Regions from separate parts of the Sus scrofa genome. Here regions 1 and 3 are each linked to region 2. A link is a contact called in public Hi-C and HiChIP or PLAC-seq data. All regions are on one chromosome and are shown on one strand. Each heading gives the region's core, a stretch centred on a gene start, on an enhancer-like site or on the middle of the called end of the contact. The rest is flanking DNA. Distances are from core to core; before and after follow the strand shown.

What was found. Hi-C and Micro-C count contacts between places; a contact is called where the count stands out from the background. HiChIP or PLAC-seq counts read pairs in DNA pulled down with a chosen protein or histone mark.
Region 1: a contact with region 2 is called in a Hi-C map of liver, with 4 times the contacts expected there. The contact joins the promoter of GRIK4 here to the promoter of ARHGEF12 in region 2. A contact is called at or near these places in 2 of 5 promoter capture datasets (fetal liver and liver), 6 of 47 Hi-C or Micro-C datasets (heart right ventricle, liver and skeletal muscle) and 1 of 2 datasets of contacts at active chromatin or transcription factors (skeletal muscle).
Region 3: an H3K27ac HiChIP or PLAC-seq map of skeletal muscle shows a contact between it and region 2, with 3 times the contacts expected there. The contact joins the enhancer-like site here to the promoter of ARHGEF12 in region 2. A contact is called at or near these places in 2 of 5 promoter capture datasets (fetal liver and liver), 5 of 47 Hi-C or Micro-C datasets (embryonic fibroblasts, liver, skeletal muscle and 1 more) and 1 of 2 datasets of contacts at active chromatin or transcription factors (skeletal muscle).

Annotation. Positions count from the first base shown.
Region 1 is chr9:47,637,461-47,641,422 of Sscrofa11.1, reverse strand. GRIK4 (glutamate receptor ionotropic, kainate 4) reads right to left here and starts at 1,436. Exons shown (of 19, transcript XM_021062992.1): 1 at 1,287-1,436.
Region 2 is chr9:47,471,936-47,476,162 of Sscrofa11.1, reverse strand. It overlaps ARHGEF12 (rho guanine nucleotide exchange factor 12), which reads right to left and starts at 1,597. Exons shown (of 40, transcript XM_021062986.1): 1 at 890-1,597. TMEM136 (transmembrane protein 136) reads right to left here. Exons shown (of 3, transcript XM_021062988.1): 3 at 3,344-4,227.
Region 3 is chr9:47,615,473-47,619,494 of Sscrofa11.1, reverse strand. ARHGEF12 (rho guanine nucleotide exchange factor 12) reads right to left here. Exons shown (of 40, transcript XM_021062986.1): 39 at 3,222-3,291; 40 at 1-2,666. The coding sequence ends at 2,656. Among named protein-coding and RNA genes, the nearest start is that of GRIK4, 23 kb to the left of the region's middle. Within about 2 kb of position 1,369, at least 1 of the 83 cell types and tissues checked has an H3K27ac peak or open chromatin away from gene starts, as enhancers often do. A contact at or near this core is called in skeletal muscle, where this site is marked.

The DNA of each region.
Region 1 (3,962 bases), core at 187-2,686, 170 kb before region 2:
TGCCTGGCACCGGCGCCCAGCAAGCCCAGAGGGCCCCTCTTCTTCCCAGACAACCCAGGCCCTTGGGAGACATGCCCAGAAGAGCCACTGGAGGGAGGCAGGGAGGTGGCACCTCGTGGCATCACCAGACAACAGCACCAGGAGGAAGATGGCAGCATAAAGTAGAGATGCCAAGAGCTGTGCAGCCGAAGGTCCGGCGGAGGAAAAGCTCGGCCGCATTGCCCCGCCACTGCCAGGCGCGCGGGCCAGAGGGCCCAGGGCCTCCCCCATCGCGGCCTCCTCCACCCCAAAGGTCTTCGCCAACTCTCCCCCGGCCCCAGCTCCTCCCCTCTCACTTTCTTCAGCTCAAGGAGGCCAGCGAAAGAGGCACAGGTGCTCTCGGCGCCTTGAAACCCCTGTCCCAGCTGTCGCAAGCTGGCCCTCCACCCCGGCCAGGTCGGAGCGGCTCCCGGCTCGCTGGGCCGGTCCTCACTGGAGAGAATCTCAGTCAGCTCCCCTCCCCCCGCTGCTCCCCAGCCCCCTCCCCCATCACACGCCCAAATGCAGGTCTCTGGAGTTTCTCCCTCACTTCCCACTCGGGTGAACTAGGGTGGGATGGGTGGCAGCCTCATTCGTCCATTTCTGATAGGACGCTGTTCCCCCAAAGCGAGACGACGTGTAGGGTGGGGGGTGTGGTGGTGGCCCGAGTCCAGGGCAGGGGCCAGGGGCAGTCGAGGCAGATGGCAGCGAGGAAAGGGGGAGGGGGCTCCGTGGGCTCCGGGGCTGAGCTGGGATGGAGCACTGTAGCCGGGGACCGCGGCGACGGGAGAAGCGGAGGGTGACGAGGTGTGGAGGGAGAAGCGCCAGGGTGGGGAAGGGGCCGTCAGCCCTGCAGGGGGCAGAGGCAGGGCTGGGAGTTTACGGGGGCTGGGGGAGGACCAGAGCGGGAGGACGCGAGCCCGGGAAAGGGATGCGGAGGGAGGGAGATGGGGATGGAGACTGGAGGAACTACCGGCGCAGAGCGATGGGGGTTCGGGGCCCGATCGAGAGACGCAGGGACCGGAGTGCAGGGGACGGGCTGGCTGAAGGCGGGAGAGAGGAGGAAGGGCGCAGGGGAGGGGGTGGGGGCGGGGGCGGAGGAAGGGTGCGGGGCCGCGGCCCCGGAGGGAAGAAGAGGCAGGAACGTCAGAAGTAGGGGATCCGGGCGCGGGAGGGGACGTGCGCCGGGCGCCGCGCGGATGGGACGCGAGGGGTGCGGGGGCAGCGCTGGTGCGGGCCGGGGGCGCCGCGGCGGGCCCTGCCCTTACCTGGGCGGCTCCGCACTCCGGGGGCTGAGCTGGGGCCGGGCGTTGTTCCGCCGGCCGCCGGGCTGTTGTTTTCCTTTTTTTTCCTCTTCCGCAGCAGCCGCGGCGGCTCCAGCGCGATCCGCCGGCAGCTGAAGGCAGAGTCTGTGTCCGGCGGCGAGCGAGCGGCGAGCGGGCAGCGCGGGAGGAGCGCGGCCGAGGCGCGGAGCGCCGCCCGGCGGGCAGCGCGGGAACTGCAGCGGCCCGCGCACGCCGACTGGGGGGGCGCCCCTTCGGGGCCCGAGCGCCGGGCGGCCCGCACGCCCTCGCCTCCCGCTTGCCTCCTCGCCTGGTGCACCCCGGGGCCTAGGCGTGGGAGGAGCGCAGCGGCCGCGGGGCCGAGCGGCTGGGGGCAAACTTGCCGCCGCCCCGGGGGGCCGAGGCCGAGCGGGAGGCGCGAGGCTGGGGCTGCGGTGCGGGGCAGGAGCGCGAGGGGCGCGCGCGGCCGAGAAGCTTGAGGACGAGGTGCGGGCGCTCTGGTGGATCGTCCTCCGGGGGACCCAGGCGCAGCCCGCACCCTGCACCGCCCTGCGCAAAGGGGCGCCCACCCCGGCCCCGAGGAGTTCGAGCCCGGCCCGCTTCGGCGGGCAAAGGGCGCCTCCTGGTGGGACCTTGGGGAACAGCGCGAGGGACGAGCGTACCGGGTACTGGAGACTGCGGCCTTAGTGGTGGCGAGGATGGAGAGCGAGCCAGAGGTCTCAGGGAGAGAAAAGACCAAATTGTTCCAGGAGACACTAGAGAGAGACAACTTGCATTTAGTGGTTCCAGGGCACTATTTTATCAATACGAACATCTTTGGAGGAGCTGTCATTCTCATGTCACAGGTGAGGACCCCGAGGCTGGGAGAGGGGTAGGGTTCAGCCAGGAGTCCAAGCTCCAGGTGGACGAGGTCATGGCCCATTTTAACTGCATCACAATTGCCCTAATGAGGAGCCGAGGAATGCGGGGGGAGGGGGGGAGGCTCCTGAGGAAGGAGATCTCGGGACTCGTGACCTCCTTAGCCATGATCCTGCCTTTCCCACCCAGGTGGTCTCTGTCTTGGGCAAACGATACACTGATCACAGGGCCCTCCCATCTTCAACAGGCTCGGCTCCACTCGCACCTGCCCACCCACAACCTAATCAAATTCTCAGTAAAGAGTTCATTCTCAGACATGTTCGGTTGGGCCTTGGGCATGAAAGGATGTTACCTGGACTAGAGAATATTCCATGACACCGCGTTCCCCAGAAAGGGCTAACCACCCTGCTCTCCCCACTCCTCTGCCACGCAGACTGTCGGGAGGAATGTGGGTCACAGGAGTCCTGGTTTCCCATCCCCAGCTTCACACCCTGGGCTGGCTGAGTACTGGCTAGAGCAAGCCTCCCGTAATACCTACTGTGTGCCAAAACCACGAGCACTTACACAAGCATGATTTCCAACAACCTTCACATTGACTTTGCAAGGTAGGTGTGAAGGTGACACCCCCTTCCACAGATGAGGGAGCCTGCTAAAGTGTAAGGAGCCCCATAAGCCAGCCACAGGCTGGGACAAAGAGGCTGCACAGAACTATTCCTCATTCCAGCTCTAGTCCCTCCCATGGGACCTCATTGGGAAAGTGGCAAACAGCAGCATGGGCCAGGCAGACAGCACACAGGAGAAGTGAGGGGCACCCCTGGGAAGCGACTTCCCATCCCTCTGCTTACTGTCCACGTCTCTAACCATGAGGGACACAGACTGAATAATCTCTAATGTTACTTCAAACTCTGAAATGCTGAGCCTGGATCCTGGACCTGTTTTGCTGGAAGGATGCAAGATCAGCAAGACCATAGAGGCTGAAGTGTTTGAGAAGAAAAATTCCATCTCTGCACAATGCTTCATTTTCTTCCTTGGCCTGGTGACCTCCTCCTATTAAGCAGGGGACGTGAAAAGGAGCTCTGGGCTTGGTCAGAGGGATGCTGATAGGTGTGGAGGTAGCCTCAGCTGTGGCCTAGTGAGGACCCCGTTAGGAAAGTAGTGATTTTCCCTTCCTTCAAGCTTCGGCCCCTGGAAGCAAGCCCCCTCACCCCTGCAAGCCATCCAATGGCAGGCAGCAATGCCAGAGTGGCTGGCCTTCAGCCCCACCCTGGTTGTGCCTCACCCACCTTCCTGTCTCTTCTGCTGCTAATCGTGGAGTTCTGTACCCACTGCTTGCTGTCCATTTTCTTTACTCCTGAAAATCAGTGTCATTTGTCAATCAAAATTTAATTCCAGGCAAGCTGAATTCCCAAGTTCAACTGGGGGTAGGGGTGAGGTGGGGAAGGTCCGTCCAGCTAATGCTCAGATTCCATAGCAGGGCTTTGTGGGAGGGGAATGTTGGCCCAGCTAATTATCTCTGAGGCTGCAGCCCTGAATGGACTAGCAGAAGTGTTGGAAGTAGGGCTCCCTCCCCCAGAGCCCCTCATCTGAAGCACTCCCCGCAACCAGTGGTTGTGCTGTGCTAGAAAGACAGGGTTCCATGTGCTAGGGCATTATGGGTAAATCTTGGGAATTTGAGCCGTAGGGTGAATGGAACCCACAGGAAGGAGTTTGTTCTGGATTTATACTAGCTTCTTTCTTCTCTGTACTTGTTTCCAGTATAACCACGAAGAATATTTGATCTTAAATTTACCAGCCTATCTTTTC
Region 2 (4,227 bases), core at 348-2,847:
CTGCTACCCATCCCTCGGAGGCCCCGACTCTTCCGCGGTCAGCACAGGCGGCGGCAGCAGCGGCTCCTCCCCGACGCGCCGGTAGGCGGCGGTTCCCGCGAGGGGCGGAGGTTCCCGTCCGGCCCGGCCTGGAAGTACCGGCTCCGGAGGCCGGCGGCGGCGACGGCGGCGACTCGGAGCGCAGAGCCGGCTCGCCGGGTTGTGGGGCCCTCACGGGGGCGCGCGCGGCGGGTGGAGGAGGCCGCCGATGGTGGGGGGCCGCCCGACAGCCGCGGGCGCGCGCACGGGTTCCGGTTCCGGTTCTGTCTTCCCGGCCCCGGCAGCGTCCAGCGCGAGCGAGCTCACTCTTCCCCTCCCCCGCCGACTTTTTTGGCCTCCTCCCCTCTGACTTCGGGAAGCCGCCTCACCCGGGATCCCTCCGCGGTGCGCGGGGCCGCCCGCGCCGCCCCCGCTTGCCGACCGCGGTTGCGCGTCAACCCGCGCGGACGCCTCCGCCAGCGTCTTGTTGGGGGGAACGAAAAAGTAGTTCGGCGGAGCGGAGGGAGGTGGGGACGGTCTGGTCCCGGGACTCCCACTCGCCAACCCACTGCCGTCCCCAGGAACGCGCGAGTGCCGGATATCTGTACTTCGTAGTCTAGTTTTCGCCAGGGACCGCCAAAGAGCACGTCCCTAATCCAGAGGAATTGAGAAGAAGCTCTTTAGAAATTACCCACCCTCTCGTCCTGGAAACTTGTAGTCTTTAAAGGGAGCATACTTGTTCTTTTTTTCGGAGAACCCTATAGACTGCTTTGGGCCGATGGAAGCGAACTCGTGTCCGGATGCACGGACACCGTTCCATCGTTTGTGAAACAAACCCCAGCACAGAGAAGTTTTGGCCTTGGGCGCTCACCTGGGGCACCTGCTGGCCTCCTCCCAGGATAGGGACCGCCGCGCACAAGTCTTGGCTGCCCACGGAGGGTTGGAGGACGAAAGTGTATGGGACTGGAGAGACGACAGAGTTTGGGAACTGGAGCCAGGATTTCTTCGTATAGTGTTGCTTTTAGGCTGCTGCTCCTGCCTTGGCAAAATGAAATGTTATTATTTGCCAAATTGAGCAAGCATGGTGCTTTCCACAGCGACTTAACAAGCTTGTTGTGGAAAGAAATGGGAGCAAAAAACAAAGTATATTTATCCAGTAAATAGCTTTACAGTTCTCTTTGAAGAGTTCCCAAATATTTTTATTTTTTTCCCCAGCTGGGTAGATAAACTTAGATATCCATCTACTTTATGATTGCATAATTTGGGATTGTAGCAATTCAAGTACCATGTACAATATATTTCTTCAATTCGGCCTGTAAACATTTGAAGTGGCTGTCTCTTTATCCATCTGTTTTCAGCTTTGAGTTCAAAGCTGTATTGTTGCGTCAAGGTCTTCAACCTTTTTTGTGGAAATCAAGTGCCAAAGCACATCTAATAAACAGTGGATGTGGAGAGGGGAAAGAATTACCTCTTAAAAACGCTGTTGCTAAAAGTCAATCCAAAAGAGTGCATGAAAGGATCATTATCCCTGAATAGATGCATGAGCTAAGGCTGACGTTAGAACCGGGTTAAAAAAAAAAAAAAGGAAAAGAAAACGATAAACAGAGGCCAAAGATGACTCTTTACTGTTTTGTTTTTAAGTTCAGGGCACAGCCAGCTAATTTTGTAATGTTTATTTTGGGAAAGAATAGAAGCAGATTAGGGTCCCAAGCCACTTTCCTAATGATCAGACCAGGACACATTGCCACCTGCTGGTGTACCCTAACATGATAATTCTATTCTGAAAACTCTTAATTAAATTGCTTATTTTCTATATGTAATTGGAAAGGGCTCCATCAGTCTATATACAATGACCAAAATGCAAACCTTTCCCCCAAACTTTTATCTTTTTTAGACATTCTAAAAAAAGGTTTTTTTGCCCTACTCTAATCATTTTACAGTGTGGGTGTCAAATTAATTGGACCCAATGACTCATCAAATCATGCATTTTAAAAATGAGCTCCCTCTTCCCTTCAAGAATGCCTCACTACACGAGCTTCAGGGATAAAAACAAACTGGGAAAGTTTCCTAATTCACCTTCTCTTCCTTGCATACAAAACCTCTTGGCAGGCTGCTTTCATAATCTTTCCAAACTTAAACAGACCCAAAGTTCTAGCTGTGAGCAAGGAGGGCATTTGCTGTGGGAAAGCTTCAGAAGATGGTAAGCAAAGGATTTAATTAAGCCAGTGGTTATTCATTCCAGAGCTATTTTTTGTAGTGATGAAAATCTATATTCTCGGACAAAGCTCTAAGAGTAAAAATATGTCCAAACGCTTCTTTACAGCTGTTGGTAGCTCTGGACTGTTCTGAAGTCCCTGCATCAGAATACCTTCAGAAGAGTCATGACAATTTAGGCAGAATGCACTCCAAAGGAACATTAGTCCTTTACCTAGAAAAATGACTGGTGACACTATCTCCTGCGCATGCTCTTTGAGGAGGTTTTCCAAAGGGGTTCATTCCAAACCAAATCCTCATATCCTCATCCATGCTTTCAACCTGCCTGCTCAATTCCTACTACATGTCTAACACCATTTCAGGTATGGGAGCACAGTCTGAAGAAGGCCAAATACCCTGTCTTCATGAACCCAACTGGACATCATCATGTTCAAGGCAGCTGCTCAAACAGGTGGGCAAAATAAAAAAGAAATTAAGTCCCCACCCCCACCATTCTTTGGCAAAGTATTTTCTGAATGTGGATGGTTGCCTCAAAAAGTGAACAGTGTTAGGAATGGTGGATGATAAGAGCAGCAAAAAGGTATTTCACCGATAAGTATAAATATGGGTCAACATTTCTGTAGGCCAAACACCTTTTTTTTTTTCTTTTTTAACTCCCTGGCAGAAATACAACCACAACGATATAAAGCCAGACTCCGGGTTGATAAAAAGTTGTTTATTTTTATAAAATTTAGTACAAATCTTATTGAAATATAAATTCTTTTTGAGCAGTATTATTATTACATAGTAATCTAAATGCAAATAAGTCCTTCATTTGTGCGACCATACCACATGTTGATTAACTCTTCATTTACCTGCCATGTAAAAATGCTGCATTTTAACTGCCAAGTCACCTTCATGTCACATTTTTCTCTCAGCGAGGCTCCTTCAGAGTTATCAGCTACAGGATCAGGACAAGCTGGAATAAGGGGTGCTCCTTCTCCCCAAAAGAGCAAGATCTGCAATCCCTTCACTTCTGAGGCATAAGGAGAAAAGAGCTGGTACCAGATTAAGTCTATTCATTTGCGTGGTATGGGACAGATTTTGCACTGTTCCAAAACTCAAGAGCTAGCTTTTTCTTTTTCTTTTTTTTGCACCAAGCCACTTTTTTTTTTTTCTTTTTTTAAACTAAGCTTTTGCTAAAATCAGCATTGCCCAGCATTCTCCTTTGACCACAGTTTTGTTGGAAAGAAGCTAACCAGTATTTCAGGGATACTGATCATAGGGGAAAAAAAAAAAAAGAAAAAAGAGATGGAGATGTTATTGCCAGATTATGCTCATGTCCAGCAAATCTCCTTAACCAAATGACAGTCATTTTAAAAGACCTATAGTTAGCATGTCTTTAAAGCTGCTTTTCCCAGGGCAATGATGACCTCATGTGGTTCCAACCACTCAGTCGTGCCTGGACAATGACATCCACTTTCAAAACCACTCATTAGGCTAGGATTACAAGTGACCATCGAATGGGCTGACACTTCCTACTGACCTCCAGTCTGGACCTCAGCAGCCCCATACCTCTGCTCATCAACTGAGCTACTTGGTCACCACTGGCCTCAGTAACACAATTGAATGAATAAATAAACCACAAACAAACAAATAACACTTTTTTTTTCATAAAAGCCCTAGATTAAAGACCTGAATTAATAAAACACCACCTCTGTCTCTATATGATACACAACAGGGTATTTCCTTTATTGACAACAGGGTTTAAAGAGCAAACAAGTCATCTGCCCAAATGATCTGGCAGGTGCAGATTCTTGCTTTTCCTAGGTAAGATGAGAGACTGTTGCACTAAGAAATATTGTTTCCTCCCCAAACAGGCCTTGTCATAATATACTGTCCAGAGAACATGGCACCTTTTCCAGAGAAAAAGTAGTAACAGGACAAACACGGGATGTATCTGAAATGGAAAAAAAAAAAAAAAAAAAAAAATAGCCTCATCACCCTGAGGCCAGG
Region 3 (4,022 bases), core at 120-2,619, 140 kb before region 2:
AAAACCCAGTGCTCCTGCTCTTCCTGCTCTGCCAAGGCTGCTCTGCCCACTGCCCTTGGATCTTTTTATATGGAAGTAGATTCCAACTTCTGGTCAAGGAACTTTGAGAAAATTGCTTTGATGGCAACCAGTCTTACTCAAAGACAGGGTGAACATCTAATTCCATCATCCTGAATGGCAGATATAGTAATCAAAGTAAAACGGGTGTGATGAGAATGGCCTAACAAAACGGAGAGTGTGGGAGGCTAGGCTGGGAAGGAGGAGGGAAGAAGTTAGGCTGGTAAGATAAAACGAACCCTCAAAATCATGGAATCGTCTCAGAAGTAAGACTTCATTTGAAAATCTAGATACAGATTTATTTGGAAGTACTAGAGCTATGGTCAATATATGTTTCCAGTTATCCCTGTTTTTGTTCCAAGGAAGGGTTAAACTTCAAGAAAAGCAAAGCAAAGAGTTGCTAAGGACAAGAGCCTGGCTGAGCTAGAAGAGAAACCCAAACCCTGCGAACCTACAAAGCTTCTTAAATGAATGAGTGTTAAGAGAATTACGCAACTACCTTGTACTGTCTGAGGCTAGGATGAAAGTTCTATTTGTATTTACCTTTCTCCTGATTAATTACCCACTGATGGTATTAGTGTCTAGGAACTACAGGTGTAACCCTTTTCCTTGGAAGTGACTACATTATTTCCAGCAGCACAATGTAACCATTTGGTTTCTACTTGCTTCTCATAAGAGATACAGAAAGTTCAAGTTCCAAGCTTAATTTATATATTAGCTTCTGCTTCTAAAATTTTAATCCCATTTTGATTTAATTTATCCTTGGGCTACAACTCAAAATAAAATTCTAATTTATAGATGAGGTCCAACGATCCAAGTTGGTCTATTTAAAAACATAGATCAGTTTTGGAAAAACAGAAACAGGAATCTGGACATAGACGAACTTGTTGAGCTTGTTAAGTTGTAGTGGTGCTTATAAAAGTAGTTGAGAACCCTGTGATGAGGGGGGAAATGTATATGTATATATATATTTGGGTGGAGGGGGGAATGGTAGGGAAGAGTAAAATTATATCCTAACTACCCACAGAGTTCAGAGGACACTACTGAAAGGTATGAGCAGTGGATGAACTCCTTGCATATTAACAGAATTTTAATATTTGACAAATGATTTCATTTTAATTGGCAAAAATATTTGAAAACATATACCTGATGCACGAAGAAAACCACAGAAAAGCCAATAGAACTGAAGGAGTTCTCAAGTTACAGTTCTGAAACATTTCTCCTCTGGAGGGTGCTGCCACTACTATTCATTCTAGAGCAGGCAGTTGCCAACGCCTTGCCTGCAGTATCCAGTGTATGTTCTGGTCTGCAATTTTTAAGGTCAGTCATGCACCAGTGTGGAAAAAGTTCCAGCAGTGAAGTCAGAGGAAGTGCTTCCAGAGCTGGTTTGAGCAGCTTGCCTCTCCACCACATCTTTCTCCACTCCACTCTTGGCTCTCTGTTTAAGTCAAAGAGCCCTTTGGCACCATCAGTGCAAAAATTAAGAGTCAAACCTTCAGGTACTAAAATTTTACTGGCCTTATAATCAGCAGTACCCGTGGCTAATGAAAGCCATTGTTCAACTCAGTAGTGATTCAGTTACCTACCTTCCCAAACTCTTGCCCGCTCCCATCCCACCCTTCCTCGGCCACCACCACCACCATCTGAAGCATCTGTTTGTTTGTTTTTACTTCCTGCTCAATGCGCAGGGAAAATTTACACAAGTGCCAAAGTCTAAGGTATAATTATAAAAATGAGACAATACCAAGAATAACCAATTTATAGTCAAGAAAATAAAATTTGCTTTCCTCTCCCTCCCAAATCCCAACCCTCACCAGAAAAGGAGACAATGGAAAAAAACATACCCATTTTCAAGTGACTGCTATTGAGTACATTGAGGAGTCCTGTAATTGGGAGTGGGTCCCAGCTACAGAGAAAAGGTGCTTGCCTCGGGTGGGAGGAAGCGCTGCCTGGGAGCACAGAGCTCAAGGCCTCTGCACTTAGGAGCCAAGCAGACTACACTTTTGAGGTGACCCTCGGAGAAGCAGCCTACTGGACAGCAGAGGGCATGGGATACAGTACAGCGAAGGCCAGACATTCCTCCTTCCCCGCTTACCCCCTCCTCCTCGTCACCTCTCTACCCCACCTCCAATACCCTACCCTGAACTCTCTGCTTCAGGAGCAATCGATCCTTGGGTGTACTAAATACAAAGGGCGAAAACTCTCACTACTCAACTAAAACAAAACATGGCAAAATAAAAATTAAAATGTGCTTTCAAATACGGAATGAAGTCAAATAAATACATCTGATTTTCTCTTTTTCTTAAGTCTAAGTAAAATTTCATATTCTACACCCAAAGCTCTATACATTTGGTTTTTGTTCTGAATCAAAATGAATTTCCGAGAGTGAGGAGAGCAGAGTGAGAGAACGAGAACGAACGTCCCCTCACTGACAGGCGAGAGCAGCTGCCAGACTGTGAAGAACCAGTCCTGCTTGGGCACCCTGGGCATGGCAACCTCAGGGCCACACTCTCTGTGTCCACACTGGAGCCAGGACGTGGTGATACAAGGCCGATGCTCAAATCCAACAACTTTCAGTCACCTCCAGGACACACAGCTCTAACTTTTATCTGGGAAGAAGCAAAGACATGTAGAGATCAAATTAGGATGAATGAACAAATTAAAATTAACACCTAGACAACACATTTGAAATCTGTGGGCATGGATACATCTGTTTCTGGATCAGAATCGCCTCATCTGAAAGCAGGTAAAGCAAAGGAGTACAAATTGCTGCACTGAACACAGATCCCTCTGCAGTCACAGGGAGACACGCTCTCAACATCAGAAGAGACGTAAAGGTACAGCAGGACCTGAGGGGGACCTGCCTCCACCACTAGGGAGCCTCAATTTACTGGCTCACCCTGTTCTGCCTTTTGTAAAGGGTGAAGAAAGACAGAAAGGGGGTGGCGTGGGGACAGACAAGTGCAGCTCCTCTTGGAAAGGAACAGCCGAGTCAGCAGACAGCAGCCTCTGCTTGATCCACGATGTTTGGAAACAAGCACTTTTTTAAGACAGAGAAGTTGAATCGCAGGAGCTTTCCACTTCAAAGAATAGTAAATCATTTCATTTGGTGTACTGTTCATGCAGGATGATTCTTGAGTCTGAAATCCACAGTTTTCACACACCTGAGTGCTTGTCTGTGAGGGCTGATCCAGCCAGCCTTTGGCAAAGAAGGGTGTAACTTTCCTCCACCTTCTGTAAAATAAAACCAATAGGTTTTTCATTTGAACATGATAAAAAATGTATTTTGAAAATAGGAAAGAAGGCTTTTTATACTACAGGGACACGCTTCTAGATTTCCACGTTAACATCACTAAAATGTTTGTTAGGAGAGAAACATAGATTTCATTCCTTTTACTGTTTCTTTCTTGAGTAAATAACTTAAAATGTTCTCATAGAGAAGAAAGTAGAGGAGAAGGCAATCAGGAGAGGTGATTCTCCCACTCCTTGGAGTCACCCTGAAAATGGTCCCAGAGGTGGCATGAACTAAATTAGAGCCAACCCACCCCCCCAATGGCCTTTTAGATCTCTCAGCAGCCACGGGACGGCCCCATGTATAATCATATGAAGAAGGGAACACTCACCACAGGAAGTTAAAATAAAAACTAAGGGAGACCAATCTTTAGCTAAGAGGCTAAGAACACTTTTTAACTCTGTCCCTAAAGCCTCTACTAAATGATGTCATGACAAAACATTTGGACTGTAGCAGCTGTGCCTCCTGATGGCAAACTTATAAAGTCCTTTTGTGGGAAATTACCACACAAGTCAGTTTTGCAATCATGGCTTATACAGTGACATCTTCAATTACCAATTTATAAAACTCCCATTCATATGCAGGTTTTTAGATTATAGGAGCCACCAGAGCCAATTTCTATCTGCCACAGCATCTGGGAAACTACCAACATCACCTAACAATTCATAGATAA